Regions from separate parts of the Zea mays genome. Here all the other regions are linked to region 3. Evidence: chromatin contacts called from public Hi-C and HiChIP or PLAC-seq data. All regions are on one chromosome and are shown on one strand. Each heading gives the region's core, a stretch centred on a gene start, on an enhancer-like site or on the middle of the called end of the contact. The rest is flanking DNA. Distances are from core to core; before and after follow the strand shown.

Region 1 (2,995 bases), core at 302-2,801, 240 kb after region 3:
AAACAAAAAGTTTCTAATGCAAGAGCATATGGTTGTGGTGGTTGAGTCCATAAATTTCTTAATCCTATAAAGCTAAATCACATGATTGAATAAAGGCTAAGAGCTAATTAGTCCATTTCCAGGATTGGTAGCAGCTAGAGATTACCAAAACAGTAAGAACAGTTAGTTCTTAGTTGCAGGGGGTTAAGGGTAAAAGGAAACAAGCAAGAGTGTTGTCATATGGGGTATGAGCGAAAGGGCCTCTAGCTGAGTTGGTTAGTTGGTCTGAGTAGCACTCCTTAGGTCGTGGGTTCGACTCCCCGTGGGAGCGAATTTTAGGCTGTGGTTAAAAAAATCTCCTCGTCTGTCCCACGCCAAAGCACAGGTCTAAGGCCCAGTCCCGGTCGTGGCCGTTCTCACATGGGCTTCGATGCCGCTGTGTATGGGTGGGGCAAGGGTTCAGGGGTTTTTTCGACCTGTGTGAGAAGGTCTTTTCTTAATACAATGCCCGGGGGCTGTCTTACCTCCCGCAGGTCGAGATGTCATATGGGGTATGAGAAAGGAATAAACCGAGGCAAGCCTTTCCCCACAAATGTGGAGGAGAGGCTCTTCGAACTCGTGAGACACCTCTCACCGCTACGAATCTTTTTGGAACAAAAAGCTTTGCCGAAAGTTTTATTTGAAGGAGAAAACCAAAACATGTGTTGGACCAGTTCTTCAGGGGAACAGGACCCCAAAAACCAAACATAAAGGGGTGCGCCGCACAAACCAAAAACAATTACCATCCAATCCAAATGGTAAGGAAGATTCAACGGACAATGGACTTCTGGGGTAGCCTGGTTAAGTAATACGTAATTGGTAGCATTTCAAACTACTTTTTATTAGTTGCGAACTAAGCTTGCTCCCATTCTTGAACACCCACTGTCCTAGTGTGACACAAACAAAACCGCTGTCCTAAACCCCCAATACCAAACTAAAGGGTCATTGAACAACACATGCAAACATTCCAATGATATGCTACCACTGGCCAAATACCAGACGATCTTCAGTGCACAAACGAGGCAGCTCCAAAGTCAAGCGCATGCAGAAGAAGGGGGTAAACCAAGAACACGATCCAATTTCAGTACCTGAAGCGGCGCCACAGGTGGGGGCAGCCGCAGACGCGGCCGAGCGCCGCGCGGGCCTCCGGGCAGCCACGGACGCGGGCCGCGCGCGGAGTTCCGCAGCCAGGCTCGGCAGGCGCCGCTGCGGCACGTGGTCGAACACATAACGCGCTTCCAGCAGCGTGGCGCTGGCGCGCCGCCGCGAGTAGCAGCGCGGAGGTGGCGTGTTCACGGCCGCTCTCATGCTGCGCCTGCGCGCGCCCCCTTTCCTGGAGAGCTTCAAAAACGCGCGACGGCGAGCTCCTGCGGCTGGCCGGCGGCGACGACGATTCAGCGTGACGGAGAAGCAGCGCGGCCCAGTGTGTGCGTCCAGATATTTGGGTTTTGTTTCGTTCTCTCCCCGTCCCCTAATCCTTTTCCCTGACGGCCACGCAGCACCGTCCGATGTAAATTGGACGGCTCGGGTGTGCTCAAGGGTCTCCCAGAAACAGACCTACAGTAATCCCAAGATAGGGAGAGCGGCGGCAGGAGAGGAGGATACAGTATAGTGCTTAGTGCACACTCGGCATCCTGGAGGATCTCGACCAGATCATAGCACCGTCGTCTCTAGTGAAATGAAAAACCAGATCAGTCGTCAGGTCAGATCAGAAATGCAATTGCTTTTTGGACTTCGGTTCCATCCAAGCTCGGCGCTGGCTCCAGGTACATCTCCATGCTATGATGATCTGTGTCGGGGCTGCAATTTGGCCTTGCTGGGTGTTGCTGCTGTTAGGATTTATGGGCTTGGCCCAATTAAGTTATTCAAATAAATCCCAGGAAAATCTCAAAAGCCCATATAAGTTGATGGCAAAGGGATAGGTGGAACCAATAGCACCATATTGCTAGCTCTTGTGGAGTAGAGCTAACTTAAATATGGAAGCCACACTCACTCACCAAGTCATGGATGAGAGGAGAGTGTGTGGAGAGCCACACGCACGCGCGCGCTCGCTCGCCTGGCCGGGCCGGGCCGGGGCGAAGGGCGCGGGCGCACGACATGCGCGTGAATGGTTCGCCGAAATCCGGCCCCTCGCCTTGCGGGGGCGCGGCTACCTTTTGCCGTTTGATTTTTTGGTTTCTTGGCTGTTACGCTTATCCTAACCGATCGCTATAAAATCTCAACTGATTGCGAGATTTTCGTGGGCGGATAAGCACAGGGGGTCGCGGACTTGGCCCTATAAAAGGAGCCCGGCAGCCAGCCTCCAAATCATCCGAGATCCCAGTTCGCTTTCGCCTCTCTTCATAGCTGAGCCGCCTTTTAGTTCCCTTCGTCCCGACCGCAGAGGTGCATCTGCGATCAGGAGAGCAGGTCTCCGGAACCCTTCGTCTTCTAGATCCTGCACCGGGAGAGGGCGAATAAGGTTTTTGGGAAGCGTCTTCACGCGACTGCTCGTGATCTGCTGACCTCGTCGACCCAGCTGATCCTGGCGCGCGCCAACAATCAGTAAGTCTAATCAGTACGCATCATCTGATTTGGCTTTTATTTCAGTTCTTCTGATTTGGTCATGATTTATATTCGGAATTTAATTTGGAATTTGTCTAATTATTCAACAATCCAAAAACCTTATTGTAGACAATTTCCTAGTTTTTCTATGGCTGCTTTTGCCGACGCGCTGAAGCCAGAAAAGTTTAATGGTATGCACTTTAAGAGATGGCAAGTCAAGGCCACGCTCTGGCTTACTGCTATGAATGTCTTCCATGTTAGTAAAGGCAGACCTGAGGGTCCACTGACTCCTGAACAGGAGAAAGAGTACGACCATGCCAATACTATGTTCACGGGAGTCGTTCTTAGCGCCCTTGTTGACCGTCTCGTTGATGCGAATATGCAGTACACAGACGGGAAACAGTTGTGGGATGCACTTACTACTAAGTATGGT
Region 2 (3,202 bases), core at 668-3,167, 190 kb after region 3:
TTTCGTATGTAGTTGTATTTTTTTGGGAGACAATATAAAGCTAACTTAGAGCATCTTCCAGAAATTATAAAATTCACTTTCAATCTATATTTTTTGTAAGATTAAGTATAACTTCTCTTCCACCACTTCTTATTTTAACTTCCAGTTTAATGCACTTGGAAAACCAAACTAATCGCATGGAAATATCCGTGTACCTATCGATTCACCGGTTTGGAGGTACCATAACATGAAAAGAATAAGGAGTAACAGAGTTTTTTCAATGCAAATGCATAAGATCAACTTGAGTAGTTCTCTAAAACAATTTCTAAATCAACAATTTAGACAGCTAATCTAAAAACTCATCCTCAACATCTCTATATATGCTTTTATTTAAAATTTAGCTACTTCTCATTTAACCTCATTCTTCCTCTACATCTAGCAACTATTTAGCAACTCCCTAAACAAAAACTTATGTTACTTATTTATTTTGGTATTTTTTTCACTTTGTAGTAAAGATATATTAGAAGGGGCTTATACGCCGACCACCGATATACAATTGTGGCAACTAGTCATCTTGAGATTAAATAATTGACAATACAACAATCGTACATGCACACGTCGGAAATTATCGAATAAATAATTGTTGTAGCAAATAAAAAACCAACACAGCTCACCAGGTTGAATCTGTCATGTCAAAATTTTGAGATCGATATACGAAAGAGAGATGAAAACAAAAGTAAAAAAGTGGTCCCAATCAAACTGGTGGCATGATAAGTTTTAATATATTTAGACTCTAATATATAGAGAGGAGGAGATGAGTTTTTTTTTCTTCCTATATTATTTGAGGATTTGCTAAATCTAGCATTTAGGAAGTACAATTATACATAACTATTGGAATTACTCTACGAGAGTAAAGATACAAAATTATTTGGTGTGTTTTATAACCATTCGAAAATTTTAATACAAAATACTTGCTATATTTTAGAAACAAGTTTTTGAAAGTTGTTCGAACCGAAGAAATGTGATTTCAATATTTTATAGGCACTTAGAGAACTCATTGATTTATCGTATATGGCCTCTTTTGGATTGAGGGAAGTTTTTCTGTTTTCATGTGTTTTTCTGTGAAAGTAAATTGATTCATGTGAAATTTTCATATAATTTCTATGAAATTCTCGCATTCAAAAGGAGGCTTATATTTTGCTGGAAACTACCGAAGATGCTATAATTTATACTATTCTATTAAAATCTTAATCCTCAGTGCCGACACTCTGGGCCCACTCCAGACGCCCCGCATCGCGCGTCGTACCCTATGGACCTCACATCAACGCTTTCTATGGACCTCAGGGCTCGTGCAGCTACTGCGTCTACCTAGCACTCACCCCCACGCTCAATGTTCATAAAATTTAGGGCTAACCACTAGACAACACATATCTTAGTGTTTACAAATGAACAATAATTATATTTAAATAAATATATCAATATCTATTTATTTGATATATAACAATAGTAGCAAATCAGAGCAACTGACTAATTTTTTATATGGAAGAATATTCTTGCTTCCACAAATGTTCGTTTGCACCATTTTACGTACCACTCCATCTCACGCGGATATGGCGTCTTTCCGGTTTTTATTGTTTTTTCATGTTCAGTGAGTTTCCAAATAGTAAAGGTCATGTTTGGTTTCAACAGATTTTAGATAATGCAGAGGTAACACTTATCTAAAACAAAATCCTACGATCTTAGAATCTGAGTGAAACTGAACGCCGCCAAAACGGCGCAGCATTCCAACCATCGCCTTGCGCACTCCGCCTCAGCCAGCCCCACCGTTATCCCAACGGCGCAAACCCGCAAGTTCGTTCGTTGTATTTTGAGAAAATCCCGTTCCGGACGGGAGAAAAACGCAAATTAAAAGGCGAAACTAAGCCTAGCCAGCCGCTGCCCCCACCAGAGCAGAGGCCGCCACGCGCTCTCGTCCCTTCTCAACCCCTCCTTCTCCTCCGCTCCCCCCGCGCGGCGCGGAAGAGAGACCAAAGGGGACGGCAGCCAGGAAGGAAGAGGAGGCTTCGAGATTTTTGCGGAACCCCCACGCCACCCCCCTCTGCACACCACCACAACCTTCTCCTCATAGCCTGCCTCTCGCGTAGGGTTTGCGCGCGCCACCGTCTCCACTCCAATCCCAGCACCACCCGTCCTACCGCCGCCGCATTCGGAGCTCTGCATCTGCCTGCAGCCCGATTCGCCAATCGCCACCGAGCCTCGAGAAGCCTCGCCGTACCGGTTTGGGGATTTCTGGTTTCCCTTTCTCACTGTTACTGTTGCTGGGATCTGAGGAGTGTTTGTATTGGTGCTAATTGTTTCTGCCGATTTGGGCGTGATTATCCAGGCTGAGTGGTATTGGTGATGTCGGCTGATTAGATTTGGGGGTGTATTGGTAGAGGGGATTCGTTTTTTTTAGGAGGGGGACGTCTGGACGTCTACCTTCTCTGCTATTGGATTGGGCTCCGTGATCGAGACTGCTCCGTGAAGTTTTTGGTCCTAGGGATTGTGTTTTTTTGATCGGCCCGGACCAGGAATAGAGGGTTCTTCTCTTGAGAAGATCTAGGGCCGCGTGTTCTATCGTCGTCTGTAGATAAAATCAAAAGAAAAAAGAAAAAAAGAAAATAGAGAGGGAGAAAAAAAAGAGAGAGCGAGAGATATAGAGAGGTAGTGGAAGGGAGGTTGGAGGTTATGGCGCTGAATTACTCGTCACGCTCGCTCCTGGTGACCGATGAATGTGCCAACATGATGCTTGGTTGTGGGTGCTGGTCGGATGAGGCCTCTCCTGTATCATCCTCCGGGGTGAATTCACTGTGGTGGAATGAGCCTGAGATGGAGATGAAGGAGGCGGATCCTGTGGATCTCTTACCCACGGACCCCTTTGGGATGAACCTGGAAACTACGTTCACAGCTGCGATCGCCAGTTGCATCGGGGACCTCACGTTCATGTCTGGTGCTGGGCATTTTGGAAGCGGTGATGACGATGATTTCTCTGATGACCTGAGTTATTACTTGAACCAGGCTTTTATGCTCACTCCGGAGCCATGGAGTGGTGCCTATACTGGTGGTTTTGAGGATTCTTTTGTGTGTGGAGGCCTCTCAGGTGCTGGAGGCATGGAACAGTTTTCACGGTTGCCTCCTAGTATGTCCTACTCTATTGGGGTCATGGAGGACCCATATAGCTCTT
Region 3 (3,234 bases), core at 592-3,091:
GGGATATTTGTAGCCCGTCCCTAAATATTAGCAGAAATTCTTCATTCAAGAATCTTTCAGGGGAAACAAAAAGCACCTGATCATAAATGGAAAGGAATTAAGCATAGCTAAACATGTTAGTGTAAACATCATCAACACAAAGGATATATGAAGCACAAGATCAGATTGGGTTCATTTTCAATATATTGAGAAATCTGTGTATCATAGATTCAATTTTTTAGCGAAGTTTTCAATATATGAAGCACAAAGAATATTTTCATCAAAGCATTGCTCACTGTTTAGGGGAGCATCAGGGCTGAGTTACTGTAACTAAAATTGGCAGAGGGTGCTACATTAGTAGTCATAAAAGTAGGAGTCAGACCAATTTACCTTTATTTCCCCTCCACGCAACCTTTGTAATGTCTCATGAAACTCATCGCTTGTCTGAGAGAATTTGACAGTGTAAAATAACGATCAGAATAAGGATGGCTAGGGTTCCCATAAAAGAATATGTATGCATAATATTTACCTGATTGCTTGCAAGAAAGCCACCTGGCAAAAATGCAGGTAGCTTCATCAGTTGATCCACCATTAAGGAGAGTAGCGGGCTTACCACCAGTGTTAGTCCAGGCAAAATCATAGCAGGTACCTAAAATATAGCATCACCGTCATTTTCAGAACTGCCATTACCAAAATGAAGATCTCAAAGTTCTCACCACACGTCCACACCTGATAGCATAGTGACTTGCCCGCACCAGTAGGGAGCACAAGCATAGTTGACTCTCCTGCAACAACCTTCTGAATTGCCTCAAGCTGCCCCTCGCGGAAAGAGTTGTACCCATAGATAATTCTGAGCAAATTCTCAAGATTCTGCTCAGACGGGTCCTCTCGCGCTGCTTCGACGGCCTCGAGGACACCACCATCTCCTCCTGCCCTCTTCTTCTCCCGCTCTATCATAGCTTCAGCCACAAAATCCCCTTCTTCGTCACCACGGCCTTGAGGCTTTGCGCCGCCATGTCGCTGCCGCCGCCAGGAGCGGTATTTCGTAGGGCGCCTGGCCTGCGCGTTCCTGAACGTCCTCCTCCGACCGTAGCCATTGATGTTGAGCCGCACAAAGTTTCCTTCGGCACCCCCTCTCGGCCGCTTCGGTTGCTCTGCCTCCGCCGCGGGCGGGACCACCTCCGACACCGAGTTGGGATGCACCCGCTTGGGCCTGGTCTGCGGCGGCGCGTCCGGCGCAGGGCACTGCGCTGTCGCTGCGGTTGCTATCTCGGTGGGCGCCAGAGTGGGTGCGGGTGTCGGAGCGCTGAAAGCGGCGGCGGGATCGAAGGAGGGGTTGCGCGACTGGACGAGACGGCGGAAGGAGGAGGAAGAGACGGTGCTGGTGGCGGTGACAAGCGCGGGAGCAGCGGCGATGCGCGAGACGAGACCGTGCGGGTCGGAGAGCGCGGCGGAGGGGAGGGGAGGCGGCGAAACAGCGGCGGTGCAGGCGGATGCTGCAAGCTTGGGCTTCGCCTTGGACTTGGGAGGCTTAGGTTTCACGGTGGCGGTGTGCTTGGGGTTGGGACGGTGTTCGGGCGGCGGCGGGGGCGGGGGCGGGGGCGAGGGCGAACGGCCGCGGGGCGGGGAGGCGGAGATGTCGGAGATCAGGGATCCCTCGGAGTCGGAGTCCCCGTCGACGAGTTGGGAGTACATCGGCGTGGCGCGGTGTGGGGCTGGGGGTGAGGGTGGTGCTCGTCGCCGTAGTCGTGAACGGAGCCGGAGCGGGGAGTAGCGGGGGATTTGGGGTGAGGATTGATAGGCTTCCCGCCAAGGCAGTGGGGATCTGACCGCGATCTGCCTGGCCTGCGAATCGAGCGACTCTCCTGGCCGGCCCAGCCCATCGCCTTTCCCGCTTTTCTTGCCAGAGGACAGTTTCTTCATTTCTTGCCAGTTGGCACTTGGCAGCATGTATTTTTTTCTTCGCCGTGGATTAACTAAACCTGCCCATGATCCTATATCAATATAGGATGGCAATGGATTAGGTTTAGATCGGATGGGGCAAAAACACGTCCACAGTCCTAGCGTAGAGTTTAACTAAACATGCCCATGATTGTACCCATGGATACACAATTTTAAACCCACGTCTTCACGCGGATTTTTACTCAGTATATACTTTTAAACAATCTCTACTAACTATTAAGGAGGCAGTGTAGACTGCTCCCGCTCCTGCAACGCCCGTGCGCCAGCAACCCGCCGCTCCCGCGACGCCCGCCTCAGCAGCCCACGCCGCGAATCCCGCGCACGCCAGCACCCCCCCACACACCGCCCTGTCGTGGAAACCCTGCGGCGTGGCGAAGCGGAAGTCGCCGGAGACGTTCATGACCTCGTGGTTGCCGAGGATGGGGAGGAACGCGCCTCCGCGTGTCTCGGCAGAGAGGGAGAGGCGGTGGAGTAGGTATAGGAGGCGGAGCTCGTCGTCGCTGCGGTTGAGGATGTCGCCGAGCTGGACGGCGAGGGTGGGCCCCGCGGGCCATGAGGAGGCCGGAGGCGGAGGGGGAGTCGGGGTGCAAGACGGGGGCACAAGGCCGGCGAGGCGGAGCACGGAGAGGGACTTGGGCAGGTCCCCGTGGAGGTCTCCGATGGCGACGAGCCGGGATGGGGAAGGGAGGAAGGTGGTTGGAGTCTTCGGGCGAGGAGGGAGCGAGGAGGAGGAGGGGAAGGTCGGGAAGAAGATGTCGGACACGGCAAAGTCCACGAACGCGTCGGCGAAGGAGGATACGGCAGCCGGGAGGTCGCTGCAGGCGGGGACGGAGGGGGACGGGGCCGTACGTCGCCATCTTTCTCTATTTGTGCTCCAGCAAAGATTCCCCATCGCGCGACATGGTGGATGCACAGGCCAGTACCGGTGCCGAGGATCCCACGGCTGTGGACGTCGTCGTGACGCAACTGATGACGTGTGATTGACTTTTTGGGAAGCTGGAAAAGGTTCAAATTACAACAGGAAAAAGAGAATATAGATGGTTTAGATCCCTCTGGAATGATTATTGTACAAAAAGGTAAAGATTCCACATATGCATCTGGAGAACTGGAGTTATTTTATTCCTTAAGTTTTCTGAAGGGTTTCAGTTTCATACTCTCATGATTTCCTTTGCTCATGAAAAGAAAATCAGGATCTTGAATTATGATTGTCGATGATTTTTCTAGCTTTAATACGATGCTTTAACTAATTAGTGAAAACAATCACAATATTTGTGTAACTACTGTTGAATTGTT

The links. Hi-C and Micro-C count contacts between places; a contact is called where the count stands out from the background. HiChIP or PLAC-seq counts read pairs in DNA pulled down with a chosen protein or histone mark.
Region 1: a contact with region 3 is called in an H3K4me3 HiChIP or PLAC-seq map of leaf, with 3 times the contacts expected there. The contact joins the promoter of LOC100193582 here to the promoter of LOC103641779 in region 3. A contact is called at or near these places in 1 of 25 Hi-C or Micro-C datasets (endosperm) and 1 of 3 datasets of contacts at active chromatin or transcription factors (leaf).
Region 2: a Hi-C map of tassel shows a contact between it and region 3, with 2.4 times the contacts expected there. The contact joins the promoter of LOC100382612 here to the promoter of LOC103641779 in region 3. A contact is called at or near these places in 3 of 25 Hi-C or Micro-C datasets (ear, leaf and tassel).

The regions. Positions count from the first base shown.
Region 1 is chr10:128,800,296-128,803,290 of Zm-B73-REFERENCE-NAM-5.0, reverse strand. LOC100193582 reads right to left here and starts at 1,551. Exons shown (of 2, transcript NM_001348933.1): 1 at 1,107-1,551. The coding sequence starts at 1,326.
Region 2 is chr10:128,846,564-128,849,765 of Zm-B73-REFERENCE-NAM-5.0, reverse strand. It overlaps LOC100382612, which reads left to right and starts at 1,917. Exons shown (of 3, transcript NM_001366798.1): 1 at 1,917-3,202. The coding sequence starts at 2,707.
Region 3 is chr10:129,038,745-129,041,978 of Zm-B73-REFERENCE-NAM-5.0, reverse strand. LOC103641779 (ATP-dependent DNA helicase Q-like 5) reads right to left here and starts at 1,841. Exons shown (of 20, transcript XM_008665114.4): 1 at 709-1,841; 2 at 509-628; 3 at 370-423; 4 at 1-76. The coding sequence starts at 1,674.